Linked DNA regions of Zea mays: region 1 is linked to region 2. Evidence: chromatin contacts called from public Hi-C data. All regions are on one chromosome and are shown on one strand. Each heading gives the region's core, a stretch centred on a gene start, on an enhancer-like site or on the middle of the called end of the contact. The rest is flanking DNA. Distances are from core to core; before and after follow the strand shown. Region 1 holds the start of LOC542337 (acidic ribosomal protein P2a-2). Region 2 holds the start of LOC100276744.

Region 1 (6,592 bases), core at 2,212-4,711, 300 kb before region 2:
TTATCATTTATTTTGTAAGACTTTTGTTATGTAATAAATACTCTGATGTTATTGTGACATTTATCTCTATACACTCTGTTATTATATATTTTTTGGCGTATGTATGAGATGCACCCGGCTCTGTCACTTAAATCCGGGTGTGACAGAAGTGTTATTAAAGGAAATGTTAACTGTAGGACGAAACCTAGATAGAAATGGATAAAACTCTTACCTACTTACCTTACTATAATTCATTCTATACTTATCTTGATCATGTCTCACCTTTTGTTGTCATACTCTGATTACTCTTATCTTTTCCACTCTAAGACAAGATGGATTTCACACCTTAGAATTCTACATTTATGACATTCTTAAGAGATAGGGAACCTAAGACAAAATTAAAACTATTTTTTTATTTAAAAATGTTTGTTGATTGTTCTGATGATAAATGACTGGTTTGCTTTCTTTGATTGATTGAAATATTATAAATGGACATCTTAGCATATACTACCATAAGCTAATGAATTAGCTTTGGTAAGTAAAACATTAATCTGTTTAGCTAATAAATACCCGAAAGTAATGATTTGATCTAGGTGGCGAGTTAACTTTATGGCGCCAAGGATGATCTTTAGTTCGTTTTATATTTATCATTTATTTTGTAAGACTTCCGCTATGTAATAAATACTCTGATGTTATTGTGACATTTATCTATATACACTCTGTTATTATATATGTTGTCTTCTTTAGCGCATGTATGAAATACACCGGGCTTTGTCCCTTAAATTTGAGCGTGATCCAAATATGTTTTATGACCTTTCTGCGTTGTAAATAACACTTGTGTTTTTCCTATTCCTAATTTCTGAAAATCTTGTGTTCCAATAAACCGAGAGGCTGGAAATTAAATGGATATTAATATTTTGGCAGCCAAGTCTTAAAATTTGGAATATATGTATAAAAATAAAATATAAAACACATTTCTATATAACAAACGCGTACACAAAGCTCGCTCCTCAGTAAGCCACGTCATCCTTTGGTTGTGCAGCCGTTCGATCGCGCTTGCAGCCGTTCGATCGCGCTTCGACGGTCCCGTGCAGCTCTCCAATCCGCTACGCAACGAGAAGTTTCCAGATGCTCCATCACCTCCAGCTAAACGCCCACCGTCCGGCCCCAGCTTGTGCGTAGCGTCGCCCATGAAGCTCCTCCCTCCCATGGAATTTCTCTCATCGTCTCACTCGAGAACAATCTCGTGCCGACCGCCCACATCTTCTCGGCAATACTCTCTACCACTTCCTTCCAAACTCCATCCTTCAACTCCATCCTTCAACACGGCGGACGCCTTCTCTACGAGCTCCTTGGCCTCCTTCAGATCCAGATCCGTGAACGGAGGAGGTAGGCGCGCTCCTGGACGAGGACGTGGCGAGGTATGCCACGGCCGACCTAGTATCTATACATAATTTCATATACTTATAGAATTTGACCATAATGTAAAATTGTTTAAAATAAAAGGTACCACAAGATCTTACGAAGCATTAATATCAGCTTGATAACTCTAGGCTCACCGCCATCAAGTGATTTTGTGATTGCAAATAGCTATAGTAGGTGAATAAGGATGAACAAAGCAATATCAACATGTAACAACAAAATAGTTAAAAAGCCAGGAAACTTTGGGATAACAAATTCAGGATATAAGATAGAAAAACTCTGGTTCACGAGTAAATCCCAACCAGCATAGCAACCTACGGCTGAATTACCAAATATAAAGACAAGTAGCAGTACTTTCCAACATAAAACAAGGTTAAAATCTAAACATGACTCTGGTTTTCCTCTGGTTTCACTGCCCGAAACAATACTGTGATGACTGTGCAGCCTAGTCGAAGAGGCTGAAGCCCATATCCTGCATAAAAGATAATTAACATGATAAAATCTCTGGATGTGTCGACAGCAAAGGAAACAACAGTATAAAAGAATCGGTGGCCATGATATCAAGATGAATTGAAAGTAGTATATTCATAATACCAGAACAGAGTAATTTATTACTGCTGCTCTGATAGGGAAAAATGTGCAGCCAGAATTGGAGAACAACGATCTTACATCATCGCTTTCTTCCTTCTCTTCCACCTTCTCTTCTTTCTTTGCCTCAGCTGTAGGAGCAGCTCCGCCAGCAGCAGGTGAAGCTGCCGCAACAGCGACACCACCGCCACCACATGGGACTGAAGCAAACTTCTCCCTGCCCGCGGCAATGAGCTCGGTGATGTCCTTACCGCTCAGTTGGGACAGCAGGAGTTCCATCCTTTCATTGTCAACTTCACAGCCAACTGCAACATGAACAAGTAAGAATGATTGCATTAGATGCTTTTGCTACATGAGCCATGCGGCCAAGTACAACCAGAAGAGCAGAACACTAAATCAGTGAATACAGGACCACTATTGTGATGAATACCAATCAAACCAATTGTGCTAAATAATTGTTAACTTCTAGTTAAACATAAAAACCCTACTTTCAAGAAGCAGGTAATGCTATTGTCAGAATTGTGTCTTTTCCATAAACCAAAGCAGAGTTAATAGTAACAAGAGTTATCCATTGGAATGACAGTTAAATGAAATTACCTGACTCCAGAATGGCAGTCAAATCCTCAGCGGAGGGGCTGGCGTTCCCAGCGAGGACAGCAAGCAAGTAGGCAGCAACAAACTTCATCCTGCTCAAGCCATCAAAAATCATCGTATCAGTTACTTCAACTCTTTAGCTACATGACAGTGAGGTCAGGTAATAAAATGGTAAAGCAACTGACCCAAGGAACTAAAGCAAATCAACCTAAAAATCAAATTACCAGAGTACCTTGAATCTATTGTCTGCTAGAATCCAAAGAAATGCTCAAGCACTAATGTATGATAACAACAGTTATGTTGAAGGTGTCAGACAGCAGGACATACTGAAGCACCAGAAAAAATACCAACAGGCTTAACGGACAACCAAACAGAAGAGCATAGAGACCAGTATCTACGGTGAAAACACCAAATTTACTTGGTGAATGCGTACTACAGACCACAACAAGTAAACATGCACGCTCATGGACCAGAGCAAATCTTAACAAGGCCCTCCTCAACTAGAGATATAAGTCAACAAGCGGTCAAGGCATGTTATAAATAGATCAAGGATTCATTTAAATCCCAATATGAGAAACCAGCGCATCCACCACAGTAGCAGGGACCGTATCTAGTTCCCGTTCCCTAGCATCCGGCGCCACCTCCGCGTCTCATCTCCACACTACGTCGCAGGTACAATCGAGCCAGAAAAATCTGGCTGACGGTGGAATCAAGCGGGCATCGACGGCGACGCGCCTTGACCATGTGGCGAGCCGGAAGACGACTCAAGGTAAACATGAGGCAACTCGAAACACTATCACAAGAAGAAGCGAAGATTCGGAACTTACGTGCTCCGAGGACCCGGTCAACTGCGAATATCTGGAACAATCAAGCAAGCGGAATGACATCACTCGTCAGTGACGATTTGCGAGGGGAGGCTATATAGTACAGGAAGAAGAAGAGGAAAACAGGAGGGAGCGCCGCCACCTCGAGAGGAGAGGGACTGCGGAGCTGCTAGGGTTTTCGCATGCGGAGGAGACGGCTGGGAGTTTAGGTAGCTTCTGGGCTTCAGTGGGGCATATTGTCTTCACTGGCCGGTCCAGACATCGCATGTTATTTGGGCTAGACCCGATCTGCAGCCCATTAGGCCGGCCGTCCGGGCCAAAAACTACCGTTTTCATGAGCTACCTCAGCGGCCTCCGCGAAGCGCCGGGCGGCAAAGTCCGGAATCCGAGGATGTCACAGATGCCGACCAGCTACTGTCTGGACAAGACTAGCATTAGTTATATTTATAATAGAGACACGGTATCTAAAATATAATTTTGATCAATATTTTTTTAAATATAAATAAACTCATAATATATTTTAAATTTTATAAAGTATTTATTAAGATAAATCGGTGTATACAAATATTATATTTTAGAACTACATAATAAATAGTTATTTGTAGTCAAATTTTATAAATTTAATTTAAATCTTAACTAAAACGACAACTAATAGAAAATATGCGGGAGTATTGTGTTGTGTGTTTGGCTCCATGCTGTATTGCTCCTCGGACAAAAAAGAAAATTATCTCCTAACAGCGAAAAAAGGTAATTATCTCCTGTGTATTGTTCTCATAGCATCGGAGATGATTCACAACAATCACATGCCGAGGGTCAAGTTGATTTGGTTTTGCATGATTTCTTGTGCAGCAATTGTAAATGGTTTTTTATTAGGGTCAGAAAAAATGCAGATAAAATGTTTTGGTTCAGCTCTGACTAGCTTCATTTCCAAATATGAAAATATCTGATTATTAAAGTTTTGATAGGCAACATAGAAGCGTGTGTATAACCAGAATGCATGTGTCTATATTTCTTGGTAAAGCTTTATTTCCTTTTCACAAACTGAAGACACCATAGCTCAAAGTGCAACAAATCAATCGCCCAAGAAGCAAAATAGTGTGCAACAGAGTGGCTATTCAGGCAAGAGCACAGTTCTGAATGCAGAGTTTGTTCGTTTCATGGATTTGATCTTGCAAATTTCTGTATTAATTAGTCAGATTTGCTTGGTAATTACAGCCCGTTTGGTTCCCTAGAATTGGTCCAAATTGAATTAAATTCCATGTCTCGGCCTGTTTAAATCCCCTTAGAATTGAATTGGCCATTTCAGCCCATTTCCCATCCCTGAAAATTTGGGCTTGTCTCATTTCAGACCATCACCCATCGGAAAGCGTCAGAAAGTGGCTAGGGTTAGCCGTCCCGCTCCGCTCGCAGCATCGCTCGCCGCTCACGCCGCCTCGCTCCCTGCTCGCGGCATCGCTCTGCTCCAATCCGCCGCTCCACTCCAAGTCACACGGAGGCAGCCATCGCAGCCTCGCCCGACTCTGTTTCCCCTGTTCTTTGGGTGAGTTCTCTGCTGATCCATTCTCCCCTGAAAATCTTCGCCGTCGCATCTGAAAATATTTTGCCGCGTGATTAATTCCGAGCAAGGATAGGGGGTAATCGTTTCATCTCTGTAGCGGGAATGAATTGGATCGTTTCGCGCCTTTGTAGCGCTGGTGTATGCGAATGCCGACCCCCTATGACATCACATCACAGGTCACACACACACGGTCCGTATATCATATCATTCCTGGTCCTCTTGCTGCCTTGGTAGGTACTAGTGTTTATTCCTCACCAACCAATTCTTGCTCCAGAGCATGCTAGATCGTACTCCTACGTAGGTCGTAGGTACACGACCGGAATACGTGTACATCCATCATGAGTTGCATGCATGTCCTACTCCTAGTAGCAGCAGCATCAGAAATTTAGCAACTAGGCAGGCGCATTGGTAATCCGTTGATGGTCAATGCCGACTTTCTCCGGCGCAACGTGTTGTTTTACGGGTGTCGTCAAACATAAAAAGTGCTTCTTGATAACATGTTCTTGTTATTCTTCACCATCAGTCTTAAGGGTACATTATTACGTTGCTCTGAACTCTTATGACGGGAAGGCATTAGCAGATCAGAGGTAGTCTGAAGTCTGAACTGCCTATGAACTGGAACTGACTGCGAGGGCTGTTTGGCTGGTCCTTGTAATCAATTATTGGTTGGTCAATCATGCAGGGGAGGATATAGTTACCACTTCATACATAGAATTAAATCCACTATTGATAGTTATAATCGTGCAGACATAGTTCGTACCTTAGCTTGCAGGCTGTCATTTACTAGCATTTGTTCCATTAGTTTGCTTCGATCGGGGAGACTGTAATGTAGCTTTGTCCGAGGGCATAAATAATCTGTGTGGATATTTGGTTCCTGTCCATTTTTAAGGGCGCCTGCTTGAAAAGACAAATGGAAATAGGAAGGGAAGGAAAAGACAAATGGATTTTTTACTTGTCTGTTGTTCTGATATCTTCTGAACTCCCTCACTTGAAACCTATGTGATCAACAGAGATGTGCTACTGCTGTTCAGGAATCTACTTTTTCTTCTTTTGTGTGTTAAGTGATGTTTCCAACAAAGTTTTTTTGCAGTCTCGTCTAACTACCTCCAACAAATCATTTGCAGGAGTGTTAAAACAACTCGCTGTTTTGGGATTTGCCGTCTCAAGTTTCATCTAGCTACCTCGAACAAATCTTTCAATCTCCATGGCTACATCGGTACTTCTCCTATTCCACCTTGTGCTCCTACTAGTAGTGTTTTTATTCTTGAGTAGAGCATTTTGCTTTCAACTAGCATGTCTAATTGCATATAAATTACTTGTTCTAGATATCAACTCAATATACTAACGAGGAGGAAATTAAAAGGAAGAGAAAGAAGCGAAAGAGAGTTGTTGTATTAGCTGTGTCTATTATGGCTATTATTGCAAACCGGTATCAATGGAGGAGACCTAGACACATCGTAGATGCTAACGAAGTTCAAGAGAGAAATGTCGAGTCTAGAAAACAAATGCTACGTAATATGTACCAGGGTTCAAATGTCTATTGCTATGACAGTTTGCGCCTAACTAAGAGATCTTTTAGTGACTTGAGTGCCATCTTACGGGAAAAGAGTGGCCTACAGGATACCTT
Region 2 (6,631 bases), core at 2,479-4,978:
ACGTGTCCCCAAACCTAACGAGCATGCGGAGCATGGCGTTCCCGAGGCGGACCCTGAACCACGTGTGTCGGTCGTCCGTATGTGCGCACGCTCGCAGCTTCGGCTCCACCGCGCGGTGCCACTCGCTGAGGCAGAACAACATCACGTAGGCATCCTCGTCGGGTGGCTCCGCCGAGGACTCGAGAAGCCAGAGCGCCTACGCGAGCTATCCATGGGAGCAGAGCTCTCGCAGCTCCGCACTTGAGACCGTGGAGGTGGATGCCTCCGCTGAGACGGCGTAGGCGCTTCTCTGCGTGGAGACGGATTGGTGGGAGGGCGCGCGACAAGGCATGGGAGGCGAGTGGGAGGAGGACTGGATTGAGTGCAGGCTTAGTGCCCAGTGGCGACATCTCTTAAAGCGGAGGAGGAAGAGGCGCGCATGGCGCTGGTAGCCACGACCGCGGGGTTTTGGAGAGGTTTGGCCGTCTGAGTGCGTGTCCAAGCTAGCAAGGGCGAATGGTTCTTTTTAGTGGATGCAAATGCACCAAAATATGTAAATTCTATAGATGCACATAAACTATCCTTAATTTTACTTTAGCTTCGCCACTCCAAGTTGAAGCCGCTTGGGACGAAAGCGAGTGGATAAAGCAAGCAGGTGGAAAGCGAGAGGGTAAGAACATCTTCAATAGCTCCCAATAAGTGCATCTATAACTTTGTTTTGAAGAAAAAACTCACATCCAACATGTTCTCATCTATAGTCCCAAATTTTCGGTGCCCCAAAAACATAACCTTCCTGATGCAAATCTTCGCTACTCAGGCTATCTCCAATAGTTTATCCATACTCATATCTATATTCAAACTCTACTCTGCTAACAGTACAATATACAGTGTAAAATAGTATTCTTAGATAAACTTTGGATAGACTACTCAAGACGGCCTCAGTCACGCCGGCATCCCGGCCACGCATCACCCATCGCGAGCCGCGTACGAAGATTCAATCAAGTATTGAACTCAATGTAAAAAAAGAATTACCACATCGTTACCATTTGGCTGGATGTAGGTGAGAGACCAATGCCTTCCAAAGAATCAATATGGCCTTCCAAAGAATCAATACGGTTAGGGCTGAAAATGGATGTTTAGAAATCCGAATTATCCGTATTCATATTTGCTAAAACTGCTAATATGGATATCCGTATCCGCATTCGATTTCAATATGGATGTCAAGTTGACGTATCTGAATTCGATTTATATTACTTTTCTCTATCCGATTCCATATTCGTATTCGAAAAAAACCATGAAACATCCGATACTATCTGTATCCGTAAAAAATATGTTCCATAAAACCATTTAAAACTTAACTTTATCACTAATTACTAATTAAAAATGATTTTAAATTTAATAATACACTAGAAAAATGATATATATCATTTAAAATGTTAAAAAATATTTATATGATAAATAAATAAATATATCAACCTTATATTTTTAATGATATTCAACAATAAAATTTAATAGATTTCATAAACATTCAATTATAACTCTCCACTTTATCTATATAGCGAACACATCTCAACGAGGTTCCATAAACGTTCAATTATAACTCTTCAATTTACAATATATAGATAAATTTATTCATGTTTTCATTTAAGTTTTGGTACACACATTTATATAGGACATTCATTCATTTTAGAATAGAAAATTTGTTTTTCTTGGTACATTTACTATTTTATATTAATTTTAGTTTACTTGTATTTATACAAATGTCACTTATTAAATATCACGTGTTGTTGTTTATCTTTTGTTACATGATTTAATAGTTTAAAAGTATTATTTATATAGTTTTGTTGACTTGGATATGAAGGATTACAAGAAATCTATTTTAATTTAAATTTGTTTTGACTATCTATTGACTACCTATAAACTTATAATTAAATAAAAATTCACATGTACATGTGTTAAATTTTTGGGTATGTTGTTTAAGTTGAATTGAGTAAATATCCGAATAAGAATTAGAACTCGACTATCCGTTTTGTATTTATATTTAAAGATATTCGAATTCGGGCTAAAATAACTGTAACATTCGAATTTGTATCCATGCGTATTTGATCCGTTTTCACCCCTAGATACGGCGCACTGGAGCTGAAGATTTCGTCAACTATTCAGTTCTTGACCGGAGCGGAGCTTCGTTGGCTCGTTGCGGGTTGGGTGCTGTGCGACCGACGAGATACGAAAGAGGTAGTTGGCCGCACGAAATTTGTTACTTCCTGTCATACTCCGTATGGCACGGAGTAGGATTTATAGGGTAACCAATAATAATTTGTTGGAGATATATATAATTTTTAACAAGAGACTAGGTATATGGTTTTATTAGATAAATTTGACTAATATTAAAAGAAAAATATATCCAATAGATTTGTAAGCATGTGTTTGGTTTCGGAACGATGTGGGTCGGATCGGAGTCGACCCATTTTTCTGGGTTGGATCGGATCCGTTCCTTATTTGATTTCAGTGACAAGTTGGATCTAGTTTCTTGTTTGATTATAGGGTTAAAGTGAGTTAGAGATGCAACATCTCTTGTTTGCTTCGTGATGAAGGATAAAATGAATATGGTCATCTTTCTGGTCATATTACCACATTCAGGATGATATCTTCAATTCAATAAGATGACATCATTCAAAATACATGAAACTGACACTATTTTAATATTTGAGGAATCCATAAGCATAAGATATAAATAAATGGGTAAGTCGTAAATTTTTAGTGACGAGATCTCACTATTATATTTTAGTCATAATTAAAGACATCGCAACAACATAAAGATGTATTTCAGTGAATTTGTAACATTTGCCATCACTAGCAGGCTTGTCTAGGCGGTGACGAACACTGACATTTACCTGTTCGGCGACAGCACTAGCAAGGCTCGCAAGTTGTGCCTACTAGCGAACACGCCAGCTTCGGAGGGTAGGCCAGCGGGGGACTGACGACGGGAGGCAGGTGGGGATTAACGTCGGAAGGTAGGCCGGCGGGGTCTCTCGTCCCAGCAGGTCGGCAATGGCAGCGCACTCCTGTGCTGGTCTCGAGTGGATAAGGCATGGGTGACGAGAGGGTGGAGAGAAAGTGGGTCGAAATGGTTCACTTGTTTTTGAGCAATCACTAGAACTCATATTTACAATAAGTATTTCGACCTAGAATCAACCTAACCTGCGAACCTTTTGAACCAAACACGAGTTGTTGTGGGTTGAATCTGTTCCAACCCGCTTCAACCCGCTAACCAAACACACCATAAATGGCTCTTCCAACTTTGCTCTTTATTTTTGGATAGACTGCTTCACTCTTCATTCAATCTATAGATTTAACGAGCTTGTTGGATGAACCTACACTTTTTCTGTAAAATCAATTTTAGAGAGTAGCTAAATCTATAAATTTAACTAACTTTTTAACTAATCTTTTAGAGTTGCTTTAAGTACGGGCTGTTTTGAAGAGATCCTAATCTATAGTTTTAGGACGGCTAAATACAAGGAGCTGACGTCCCCCTCCGTGTTCACAAGTTAACTGGCTACATTATGGGCTTCCATCAATCTTGATGGGCCTCTATCTTACTGAGGTCCTTATCCAGCCCGACTTAGCGGAAGCCCGGCTCGGCCTAAGCCCAAAGACGTCTAGCAAAAATAACTGGTCTGAATTAATCTTCCGGTCCTGAATAAAGTGGAGGCGGAAACGAAGTATCTCAGGTTGCGTGGTGCGACAAACCGACAAGCCAACAATGGCGTCGTCAGCTGCTACGACCGCGAAGCTGATCGCGCTCCCGCCGGCGCCAACACGCGGCGGCTGCTGCTGCTGGAGGACACGCAGGCCCGCGATCCCCGCGGCGGCGGCGCGCCTCAAGGTCTCCGCCTCCGCCGCCTCGTCGGACGTGCCGGACTTCCTCTCGTCCAATTGGTCAGTACCCGCCGTTTCGACTTCCCTTGCCCCTGCTGCGTCTTGCTCTGCACGTATGAAAAGTCAGCTAGGTTGAGTATACGTTATGGGATTTAGTATGATTAGGTTGAGTAATCAGGGCAGACACGAATAGCTAGCTGATGGGGCCTCTGGTTTTGGTTTTTAGTGTGTTCTCTAACTCATTTTTGTGACTACTACACTACACCACCTTTTTTTCCCCAGCAATAAAGTAAATATATTCATTAGAAATTTAGAATGGAACAAAATTCCATGACAATATTATTTGGGTTGGTTACCGTGATCCAAACAGTCCGCTATTGGAACAAAACCCGAGCGCAAAACACACACACACAAATTTTTCAGGTATATACATCAGCTGAAATCTGTGTTCCTGACTAAACATTGTATTGACAGGATGTTATCATTGGCAATGAAAGTATGTACTGGAAATAAGTTCCTCTGGACTCGACTAAGTCTATTAACCGATAAAATGGATTCAATAAATCAAACAGAAAAGTGATTCTGCTCCCATTTTAGACATCCGAGCCTCAATTTGGTTTTCTGTAGAAAGATACCATACCATTCATTTCTCCAACCCACCTTTTGCCTACCAAAACTGTCACATGGCTACAGCTATCTGGATGCCGCATATTACAAAACATTGTGGTAATAATTTGTTCACTTCAGGGCTTCTGTGTTTGTTTAAGTTGGTTACCTAGACCATACATTCCAATTGGATATGCTAAAGATCAGTATGAAAGCAGATAGGAATGGATAAATACTGGGTCAGGAGTGCCTTTTTCCTTCTGCAATTTCGTTTTCCAACATTAGCCACAGATTTCTGGAGCTGTGAGTATCCCAGGTGAGGGATGCCTGTTTTTATTGGGCTTGACTCTTCTGAAGATTAGGTTGCCTGAGCATACATTAGTAGCTTATGTTCGGTAAAGTATCTGCACAGCACATATAGATATAGGGGCTTTAACATGAGGCAGACGGGCTGAATCACTTTTATTACTTGCATATATCCTTCAAGATTTTGTAAACTATAACTGCAGTTATTTTGTAAACTTGTGAAATTGTGTCGGCCATGATACTATGGCCTAACATACCAGATTTAATAATTAAGTCTGACATAGTACATGAACATGAGTTAATCCTGCAGTTGATGGGCTTGCAATACTGACTGGAACTTGCTGTTGTTTGCCTCAGGCTTGAAACCCGCAAGAGAAAGCCCTTCGGTCCCAGGTTGAATGTAATGCCCTGTCAGAAAACGATTGCAAACACGCATAAATATTTGAATCTCAGCATTGGGCATCTAAAGCGGTTCTATCTTTCAGTTTAGTGCAGAAGAAGCAGTCGAATACCAGCTTGAGTCCTTAAAGTACAATGATCTGCCCCGCCCAGATTATGGGATAGAGGTCATGTACCGGGTAACTATACAAGCATGAAAACTGTTCGTTCATCGGGCCTGGTGCTGATGAAACTCAACTTTGATGAGGCTGACAAGTCGTGTTTTCTTATTAGTTTGCAGGCTTTGACCCCTTCGAGAGGTCAACTTACTTTGGACGACAGTTTGATCTAGGACAGGTAACCTGAAAACCTGCTCCTTCTGGCTTATTTATACTGGCAGCCATAGCGTGTTACCTACTGACTGCCACCAAATACTGTTCCAGTTCGAGCGCTTCCGGCGTCTGTTTCACCACTCAACCTACAGAGTGCTGCTGGGCCACAGAGAGAGAAGAATATTGAGCAGTTTATGGGTTGAAGAGGTATTACAAGGCGAAACAGATGAAAGCTAGCATAATCCATACATGCATACATTCTCTGAGTGTTGGATTTATGTTACCCTGCATCGAATCATGTTGAACAGAACCAGTTCAAGCAAAGAGTTTGGATACAAGGAGCCCGTCCCGAGGAAGAAGAGATATTTCAATTCACAATGGTTCAGGTACCTGCCTGTCACTATGCCAGCGTGTTTTTTTTAACTTGCCGTCATTTGGGCCGTCCGGTGGTTTTAGTCTTGTTGCCTGTTGCAGAGGGTCGGAGGATCATGGGATGGTTACTGGCTGACAGAGAGCTTAATAAACGATGGAGACGCGTTCTCGGGTGGGATTGCTTACTGATGTAGTGATGATTGGTGTAAATCGATCAGGTGCAGACTAGCAGGTGGCTTGAAAAAGCTGAGAGACATGTTGGTGTGTAGAATATGCCCTGGCTTTCTGGAGATGTTTGGCACTGTCGGACACGCTAGTATTGTACAGGAAGACCTCTCACGGCGCCCATAGCACCAGATGGCCAAGCATGCATATCTGTGGAATACTTTTCTGTTGTACGCCTGCTGCTTGCCTGGTTTGGTAAGAGGAAGACGGCGCTGCACATCTTGCGCCTTCATCTGCAGCGAGTTACGGCGCGGTTCTTTCTTGATGTCCTCTCCTTTCTGTGTAAAGTGCTTCGAGTTTTGGCCACTGCCTCTTTTCACTTTTACGTGTCTGTTGTTTGGTCGAGACGTCGAGTCTATGGTGTCGCCAGCAGCTCCTGCATGCACTCTCGCGACCTACGGCAACTTTTTTAAAAAAAACGTTATTCCTACGTTACAAAACAGAGACCGCTGGGCTGCAACGAATATATGCAATGGTTTTCACACGCACCGGAAAGGCGAGGATGATGTTTGGGCAGCTCGATAACGTGCTTGCGAGACGAAAGGAACAAGGGA

What was found. Hi-C and Micro-C count contacts between places; a contact is called where the count stands out from the background.
Region 1: a contact with region 2 is called in a Hi-C map of tassel, with 6 times the contacts expected there. The contact joins the promoter of LOC542337 here to the promoter of LOC100276744 in region 2. A contact is called at or near these places in 2 of 25 Hi-C or Micro-C datasets (ear and tassel).

The regions. Positions count from the first base shown.
Region 1 is chr8:74,617,150-74,623,741 of Zm-B73-REFERENCE-NAM-5.0, reverse strand. LOC542337 (acidic ribosomal protein P2a-2) reads right to left here and starts at 3,461. Exons shown (of 4, transcript NM_001111918.1): 1 at 3,411-3,461; 2 at 2,587-2,675; 3 at 2,071-2,294; 4 at 1,613-1,873. The coding sequence starts at 2,674. The coding sequence ends at 1,847. It overlaps LOC109941579 (protein ANTAGONIST OF LIKE HETEROCHROMATIN PROTEIN 1-like), which reads left to right and starts at 6,140. Exons shown (of 2, transcript XM_035961716.1): 1 at 6,140-6,592. The coding sequence starts at 6,375.
Region 2 is chr8:74,321,634-74,328,264 of Zm-B73-REFERENCE-NAM-5.0, reverse strand. It overlaps LOC100276744, which reads left to right and starts at 3,728. Exons shown (of 7, transcript NM_001291640.1): 1 at 3,728-3,918; 2 at 5,128-5,170; 3 at 5,256-5,348; 4 at 5,443-5,505; 5 at 5,592-5,687; 6 at 5,789-5,866; 7 at 5,955-6,310. The coding sequence starts at 3,743. The coding sequence ends at 6,041.